Regions from separate parts of the Salmo salar genome. Here region 1 is linked to region 2. A link is a contact called in public Hi-C data. All regions are on one chromosome and are shown on one strand. Each heading gives the region's core, a stretch centred on a gene start, on an enhancer-like site or on the middle of the called end of the contact. The rest is flanking DNA. Distances are from core to core; before and after follow the strand shown.

The links. A called contact is a pair of places that touch in the nucleus more often than the background predicts.
Region 1: a contact with region 2 is called in a Hi-C map of gill, with 2.9 times the contacts expected there. The contact joins the enhancer-like site here to the promoter of LOC106607880 in region 2. A contact is called at or near these places in 3 of 3 Hi-C or Micro-C datasets (blood, gill and muscle).

Annotation. Positions count from the first base shown.
Region 1 is chrssa06:67,052,316-67,056,888 of Ssal_v3.1, reverse strand. No RefSeq gene overlaps it. Among protein-coding and RNA genes, the nearest start is that of LOC123743558, 18 kb to the right of the region's middle. Within about 2 kb of position 2,023, at least 1 of the 13 cell types and tissues checked has an H3K27ac peak or open chromatin away from gene starts, as enhancers often do. A contact at or near this core is called in gill, where this site is marked.
Region 2 is chrssa06:67,005,873-67,010,842 of Ssal_v3.1, reverse strand. It overlaps LOC106607880 (alpha-1,6-mannosyl-glycoprotein 2-beta-N-acetylglucosaminyltransferase), which reads left to right and starts at 3,611. Exons shown (of 2, transcript XM_014205344.2): 1 at 3,611-3,728; 2 at 3,835-4,970. The coding sequence starts at 4,097.

The DNA.
Region 1 (4,573 bases), core at 774-3,273, 48 kb before region 2:
TCTATGTAGATATTCCATCAAAAATCTGCCGTTTCCAGCTACAATAGTCATTTACAACATTAACAATGTCTACACTGTATTTCTGATCAATTTTATATTATTTTAATGGACAAAACATGTGCCTTTCTTTAAAAAAAAAGGAAATCTCTAAGTGACCCCAAACTTTTGAACGGTAGTGTATATATAAAATAACAGATTATACATTTGCAAGTCATAGGCCTACTTTGTTATTGGCTTTGGTCACTTAGACAGAGCTGAATTTTCAGTAATGAGATGCTTATGGAGCCATTACATTTATGATAGGTTTACTACAACTGTATGAAATAAAAATATAAAACATTCAAACATCTGATTCTCCTTTGTAGACGTGTAAAAAAGTCATGACAATGAAAATGACAAAGTTATCCAACAAAATATTGATTGTCCTATATCAACTGTCTGTCAAATGATAATGTTTTGTACTTATCCATTGTGACTTGTTGCAAATCGTGATTACCAAAATCTTGGCTTTCGAAAGCAATGTCTAAATTACCTCGGCGTTTTAGTATCAGGTGAATAAGTACAACCATCACAAAAATAACAACGACAATGCATACTATAATTCCAAGAAGACCCCCAGCCTTTACAGTGGAAGGGCGCTCAGTTGGATGCTTGACAAATGGTGTAAATGGTATGGTAAAACCTGAATCATTTGATGCTTCTCTCTCAACACAATCATTTAAACCAACCAAGTCGAATCCCTCATCACAAGAACACAAGTAACCTCCATACGTATTTGTACAATTATGATGGCACTCACCCATCTCACATTCATCTATGTCAACACAAATTGACTCCCCATTTTTTTCATCGAGTAAGTAACCATTTGGACAGTTGCAATCATGTGGTGTACTTGGGTCACATTCTGCGATACACTCTGCTAAACAAACTAATTGGCACCGGTTGGTGTCTTCTGTCATTCTTTTGAATCCATCCCAACAGGAGCAATTGTAACTGCCTATTGTGTTTGTGCATTCGTGGTCACATGGACCCATGAAGCATTCATCTTCATCAACGCATTTGTCATTTTCAAACACATATCCCTTATGGCATTCGCATTTAAATCCACCAACAGTATTCACACACTTAATGTTATGTCCCGGGCACTGTCTATTATCGATACAATCATCAATGTCTTTGCACTCCTTCCCATCGTCTGCCAGTGCATACCCATGGTGACACATGCAAGTGTAGCTGTCATCTTTTTTTTGGCAGAGATGTGCGCATCCTGAGTCAAGGCAGGGGTCATTTTGCGCATCTTCACATGTGACGTTATTGTCCTGGAGAGTTTTTCCAGGTGGGCAGGTGCATACAGGTTTAGTATTAACTGAGGAACAGTCATGCTCACAGCCACCTTTGAATACCTCGCAACTCCACGGTGCTTGTAGCCACTGTTCAGATAGACAGATATACTTCGACCCGATGGATTTGATCGTTGCAGTGGTTCCGCGGGGTAATGTCAGTAGGTTCTCTCCCTTGAATCCCAACGGGGTCTCATACAGAACTGAATCGTCCCCTTTTACAATTACATGCTGGCAGGGACTGTCAAGTTTATACTCACAAATAAATCCATCTACTTTATTATCGCATGGTTGTTCCTTCCACACAAAGTCGTATTTTGATACCGAAATACATTTTGAAGAACAGACATCATCAAAGCTCCCCCAGTTCTGGAATTTGGTTTCATTACCTCCAGTTATCCACCTGTACCCTCGTAAAAACGATGCTTGGTCGGGGCATTGCCCGCTTGGCAAATGTAAACCAATCCAATAATCTCCTGTATGAATACCAAGTAATATTAATAGGATGCTATGTGATATCAAAGAGCGAACTGTCATTAAATATCCATTAATATATTCCTCACAACGTTTTTGAGCTGTTCCAAAGTTAGCTTGGTCCTGGAAAACGGCAAAGCACTGCTTCCCGATGCAGTATCCGACACCGGGGGCTTCCCCGTTCACTCTCAACAGGAACGTCAGGGCAACGAGTATTACTACTGTATCCGTCATTTTTTTAAATCAATCTCCTACGCCTCAAACTAAATATAACAATTTCGCATATAATTTAGATGTAGGCTACTCGTCTATCAGGCATGGTTTGAGTAGCAGAATGAACGTTAAGACTGCCGATAACTCCCATTTATATAAGCCTCCCTCCATGTTTTCGATTGATCAAGGAAGGAAGTTCCTTTCTGGATGGCGTAGTTGCTGACCAAGAACAAACAAGTTCTCTCTGAACCTGACTATCATGCCAAACATCCAGCCACTGGGTAACAGCTGGGTGAATCAACATTGTTTCCATCTAATTTCAACCCAAAATATCAATGTGTTGAGGTTGAATCAATGTGGAAAACTAATTAGATTTGCAAAAAGTAATATTTTCACCCAACCATTAACTAAATCTAACATGGCGATTTTTTTTCACGTTGAATTGACGTTAGTTGACAACTCAGCCAAATGTAAATCAAACCTATACATTGAACTGACACGTGCACACACAACACACACACGAAATGTATATTTGTAGTAAGCTATAGTCAAATTATGCACATATGGCAAAACTAGCATTTAAATAAGAAACACATTGAAAACACATCAATGAAATTAAAAACGTAGATAACATATTTCAGTGATATGCAGCCTAATTTTCTCAGTTCTTTCCTTGTGTTTATGTGGTTCTCTCATGAGAATACCTATTGGGCAGCCAAATGGCACATTCTGAGCTATTACAAATAGACATGGGGACACGAGGACAAACACATTCTTCATGAGGTGATTTAAACACGTTTTAGGATATATTTGAATACATGAATTCTGAATAATATCTTATTATACTTGATATTCAGGAACAACTGTGATTATATTGACAACATACACTACATGGCCAAAAGCTGACTTAGAACTGGTGCGGACCATGGGAATCCGACTGTTTACTTAACATAGCTGGGTTTAATTAAACAGTCGGATTCCCATGATCCGCACCAGTTCTAAGTCAGCTTTTGGCCATGTAGTGTATGTTGTGTGTGGAATTTCACTTCATGGAATTTCTTCACTTTGACATTCAGAGCACTGGGCAGAAATCACATCGCGACACCCCTTCAAAGTAGTGGATTCGGCTATATCAGCTAAATTCCCAATCTGGCCCTCGTACCATCATTGCCACCTAATAATCCCCAGTTTACAAATGGGCTCATTCATCCTGTTGCTGTAAATGAGAATGTGTTCTCAGTCAATTTACCTGGTAAAATAAGGGTTTGTCACGACTTCCACCGAAGTCGGTCCCTCTCCTTGTTCGGGCGGCGTTCAGCGGTCGACGTCACCGGCTTTCTAGCCATCGCTGATCCATTTTTCATTTTCCATTTGTTTTGTCTTTGTTTTCTACACACCTGGTTTCTATTCCCCAATTACATGTTAATTATTTAACCCTCTGTTTCCCCCATGTTTGTGTGCGTGTTTTTTTATAATGTTCAGATCGTTACTTGTTGGCTGGTATTGTTTGCCGGGTTCGTTATTACGCCCGTTATTTAAGAGTGACCGGTAATTTCACGCACCTTTAGTATTTGTTTTATACTGGTGCTGTTCGTGGAATAAATTACTTTGTACACTCATCATTCCAACATTCCAACAAGTCAGTTCGTCAAATGTCTGCCCTGCTAGAGCTGCCCTGGTCAACTGTAAGTGCTGTTATTGAAGTGGAAACTTCTAGGAGCATCAATGGTTCAGCCTCAAAGTGGTAGGCCTCACAAGCTCACAGAATGTGACCACTGAGTGCTGAAACACGTAGCGCATAAAAATTGTCTGTCCTCGGTTGCAACACTCACTACCGATTTTCCAAAGCAACGTCAGCACAAGAACTGTTCGTTGTGAGTTTTATGAAATGGGTTTTCATGGCCGAGCGTCTGCACACAAGCCTAAGATCACCATGCGCAATGCCAAGCGTCGACTGGAAAGGTGTAAAGCTCGCTGCCATTGGACTCTGGAACAGTGAAAATGCCTTCTCTGGAGTGATGAATCACGCTTCACCATCTGGCAGTCCGACGGACGAATCTGGGTTTGGCGGATACCAGGAGAACGCTACCTGCCCCAACGCATAGTGCCAAATGTAAAGTTTGGTGAAGGAGGAATAATGGTCTGGGGCTGTTTTTCATTGTTCATGGTAGGCCTACAATGCATACAATGACATTCTAGGCGATTCTGTGCTTCCAACTTTGTGACAACAGTTTGGGGGAAGGCCCTTTCCTGTTTTAGCATGACAATGCCCAAGTGCACAAAGCGAGGTCCATACAGAAAGGATTTGTTGAGATCGGTGTGGAAGAACTTGACTGTCTGCGCAGAGCCCTGACCTCATCTCCATCGAACACCTTTGTGATGAATTGGAACACCAACTGCGAACCAGGACTAATCGCCCAACATCAATGCCCGAACTCACTAACATGCTGACCACACTGCCTGTGTTACGTGCGTGAGCAATGCAAAATAAATGTACACATACATGTTATTCAATAATTTCATCCAAACTGCTCGCGCGCGTCAAC
Region 2 (4,970 bases), core at 2,362-4,861:
ATGATGAAGGCCACTGTGTTCCTGTCAACCTTCAATGCTGCAGACATTTTTTGGTACCCTTCCCCAGGTCTGTGCTTCAACACAATCCTGTCTCGGAGCTCTACGGACAATTCCTTCAACCTCATTGTTTGGTTTTTGCTCTGACATGCACTGTCAACTGTGGGACCTTATATAGACAGGTGTGTGCCTTTCCAAATCATGTCCAATCAATTGAATTTACCACAGCTGGACTCCAATCATCTCAAGGATGATCAATGGAAACAGGATGCAACTGAGCTCAATTTCGATTTTCATAGCAAACGGTCTGAACACTTATTTCTGTTTTTATTTTTAATACATTTCCAAAAATGTCTAAAAACCTGTCTTCGCTTTGTCATTATAGCATATTGTGTGTAGATTAAGGCTGTAATGTAACAAAAGTCAAGGGGTCTGAAAACTTTCCGAATGCATTGTATATCATTACAAATCATTACATTTTTATTGCAGAATCGATTCCTTACTGCTGTTTAACCAGCTAGGTATAACACATTTTTTCTGTTGGCTATGATAACCAATGCAGTTGATTCATGCACATGAATGAATGCTTATAATGAGAACAATAAGTCATAGTACAGAACACAAGGAGCTGGATCCCTGGTTAGAAACAAAAAGTAGAGTAATGGGGAAGTGGATAACAAAATGTGGTACAGCAATGTATAACGGGTCTAGGTACTGTACTTGCTGTCTACTGTTGCCATCTACAGGTGAAAGTTATGAACAAGTTTACTTAGCAACTTATGATTCATGTAAATGTTTTAGGCTTGAGTCTGACCCGGAAAGTTGGTTATATGGGCGAGGGCTGGTACCTCTGCTGTGTGACCATGCTGATTTGGTCTGGGTGGGGGAAAGAGACAAATGACAGCGGTGCCAGGTGGGGTTAGGCGTTAACAGATCCACCCCAGATCCCCTTTCTGTTATGGGATCCAAAACAAAACTCCATGTAAATGTTTGTGTGGTTATTATCAGATGGATATGGGTGTTTCTCTGCCCTCTGGAATGTCATCAAACTGTGGAGAGAATTTCACAGCCGCCTGGTGGAAAACCCTATGTAATAGACTAGGTAATAGACTAGTGTGGAAGGCTACAAGTGCACAATAGCATACATATACCATGACATAGTTGAATGTTGGATTGAATGCTTAAAGGTGCTTCTAGTTTGACGAGAGAAGCGTTTGTCTTTGGAACATTTCGTGACAGCTTAAACAGTTGTGTTTTCATTTTGTAACCCAAACAAGTATGTTTAGGCACCTAACTACTGTAATCAACAACCCATAACACATACATTCCATGTGGGTGTGGCACATGTCTCATTCATAACAGCCAGGCAGCTTTAACCAGTCCAACCTGATTGAAGAGATCCTTGTACAAGCCATAGCCTGGACTGGTGGCGACCTGTCATTTAGAGCATCACATATAAAAATTGGTGGGGAAGAGCCTGTTTTGAGCCCCACCTCTTTGGTTTGTTGTTGCCTATTTTGCATATTGTTTTGGCATTAATACGTGTCACATATCAGTTTGCAAACAATGTAAGAAATATATATATCATTGAGTTAATAAAGCTGCATACAAACATGGTCTCTTTTTTGTTTTCTTGAGTAAGTCAGCTCCAAAATGCAGGTGTTTCAGCCTTGTTCAGTGCTTTCTTTGGTGGTGGGGCAAGCCAGAAGAAAATACGGAGCGTTGCACTGTGATTGTCTCAGTGTTCTGTCACTCATGGGGACACTATGTCACCGCCTAAGGGTAGACCTTGAAAAGATTCTAGCCCCTTGGGTACTGCCATAAAGTTACAGTAGAAGTGTCCATCCAAGAAGGCTCAAGGTCATTGGCCACAGATAAAACAACGTCTAATCACGTTATATCTACAGTAGCTTTGATTGGACTGATCATGTCAACATCATACTTTCAAAATCTTAGCTATCAGTCATCATCATGAATCAAGTCGACAATCTGCTGGCAAATCCTTTTTAATCCTTGTCATATGAAAATAAATAATCAAGAGAAATTATAGATAAACCGTATCGGTGCTCATTGGCCATTCGACATAAACATTACACAACAAGTTGGAAATCGCAAATTCAACAATGAGTGGTTTGGAAGGAATCAGTGGCTAACTGCAAGCGTTGCAAAGCAATCATTAGCCTCCTATTCAGTGGAGTGGCTGTGTGGTCCCAAATGTAAGATTAAGGGTCTTTTTTCCTAGTTTAAAATTATAAACATTCAATATTGGCCATGCTGTCAATGATGCATGATTTGTGCCGCGCTCAAAACAACTGTTAACACAGAACTGAAAAATCTAATTTTTGTGAGTTCAAGACAACTGAGAACTTGGGAAAAGTGAGCTATGACTGGGAAAATACGTTTGAAACTTTTATCCAACTCGGAATTGTAAATTGGGAACTCGGGCCTCTTTCTAGAGCTACGACCTGAAGATCACTGATGTCATCATGATTCAACCTTCTGTTTTTCGAGTTCCCAATTGTCTTGAAAGCACCATAAATCCAGAGAATGCCAGACTTCGATGACAAAGTTTGATGACAAAATATACCCACAAATGACCGCCGCACCACCTTCCTGTTCAAGTGGCCACAGCACAACAAGGTCTGTATGTCCAAAAATGTCTTGTATGCTGCTGCATATATTATGTAATATGCCAGAGAGATATGTATATGGTAGCTAAGAAAGTAATACTAAGTGTATATTGTGTAGTAAGCTGTTAGTAGCCCATGTGCCTCACCCTAATAATTTGGTCTATTTTCTCCTCTTAATTTCCCTTCCTGTTCTGACTTGGTGGTGCACATGTAGCCTATAACCTTTTTTTGAGAAATGTAATCATCGGATATTGTAAGAGCTTTCATTGTCTGCTTATATGCCCCTTTTATTTATCCTACGGTTCTGACTTGGTGTACAGAGAGAACACTATAGGAACAGCCCGTGTTCTGAATTCTGTCGCTGTACATTTCAAAAGTGCTGAACAAATAGTTATATTGACTACGTCTGTCCTAGCTCGCTCATGAAGGATTTAATCATAATTACGGATTGATTGCCTCTTATCCGCTTGTCGTCCCCTTATGCCATAGTATGTACATCTCAATTGTCATTAGAAACCACATTTGTTTAAGCCAGTCAGCCATATCAGCTATGTTTTTTTTAAAGGCAGTAAATGAGGCTGAATGAACTGTTCTGCTGCCAGACAAGGCTCCGCTGATAGCCAGGGTTAGCAGTGGTATAGTGCAATTCATGTATTTATTGTTTAGTGTTGTGTTGTCTTGTGTTGTGGCTTTGCTGGCATGGATCCCACATATTTTTTGGGGGACCCCACCAAGATGTACATGCTAAAATCGCCACTGGCCTGGACATAAGAAAGAACATGCCCAAATTATCCAAAATGTAATATTCTGATTACTGGAAACTCGTTCTTAATTGAATTAATATAACACTGAATAGCATAAACTATACCATTACTCTCAACAGATCTTCTCCAAAGTCATGGATGTTGGCTATAGTGTAGGTCCCGTAATACACAAGCATAGATAGGCCACTGATTCGTTCACCAAGAATTCTGCCTGTTCCTGTTGGCTGAATAGGACACGTCAGCACTCAATTTTGTTACACGTTCACTATATGGCAGGCCAAAGTCCTAAAACACTCTTCCGGATTGCATTGTAGTGATACATGACACCTCGCTCTTGGTAAGTCAACTCAACCACTGTAAATTAACTTCATGAATGGAAACAAATCTAAAATGTCTGACATAGGGAATAATACATTATTTCATAATCTTGTTACTTTTCACAGGCGATTACAGCCGATCGCTAAACTTCTAAACAACAATAGCAACAGATGATATCGATCAACCGAACTGGCAGATCCGTGTCAGCAAAAGGAGTCATCATCAACGAACGATTTCTTCGCGTGTCAGTTTGTAACGTTCTGCGGAAACTGCTGCATTTGGGTTCCATCGAAAATGGCAAATGCAAACAAGACGAGGACGCTTTCAATAGTCAGGTGATTCAAACCATCATTATTGTATCCAAAGGTTGCCTTTAACGTTACGAAAATGAGGCTACGTTTTCTCAAAAAGAACCTGCTCATTATCCTTGGTGTTTCTTTTATTATTGCCACTGTCATGATCACAACACGTGTATTCATTTATGATGAAGTCACGGGTGTTGTCGCTCAGGAAAACATGTTGTCTGATGACATGGCAAAGTTTCAGTACAGTTCTGTTCCAGAATTGATAAAGTCCATTTACAATGCCAATTACAAGCAATACGTTCAGAATGCGGACAAGTATCCTGGGGAGCCTAAATTGGTCCTGGTTATTCAGGTTCACAACAGACCAGACTACCTCAAAATACTCATCAAGTCATTGGAAAATGCAGCTGAGGTCCACAACTTACTGCTGATTTTCAGCCACGACTATTTTTCAGAGGAAATCAATTACATAGTGCAAGGGATAACTTTCTGCAAGGTCTTGCAAATATACTTCCCCTACAGCACACAGCTCTATCCCAGTGAGTTTCCTGGGCAGGATTCACGGGACTGTCCACGAGACATATCCAAGGACGATGCTTTAAAAACAGGATGCCTCAACGCTGAGCATCCAGATTCGTATGGTCACTATAGGGAAGCCTCCATCACACAGACCAAACACCACTGGTGGTGGAAACTTCACTTTGTGTGGGAGCGAGTGCAAGCTCTGCAAGGTTACAGTGGCTTTGTTGTCTTCCTCGAGGAGGATAACTTCATCTTGCCCGACCTCTACCACCTCTTCAAGGAGATGGTTGGATACAGGAAGAGCAGCTGCACTGACTGTGACATGTTGGCACTAGGCAACCACAACGGCCTGGCAGAATTTGATAAGCTCAGCAACAAGGTGCAGACTGCCGGGTGGATGTCTACCAAGCACAACATTGGCATGGGCATCTCCA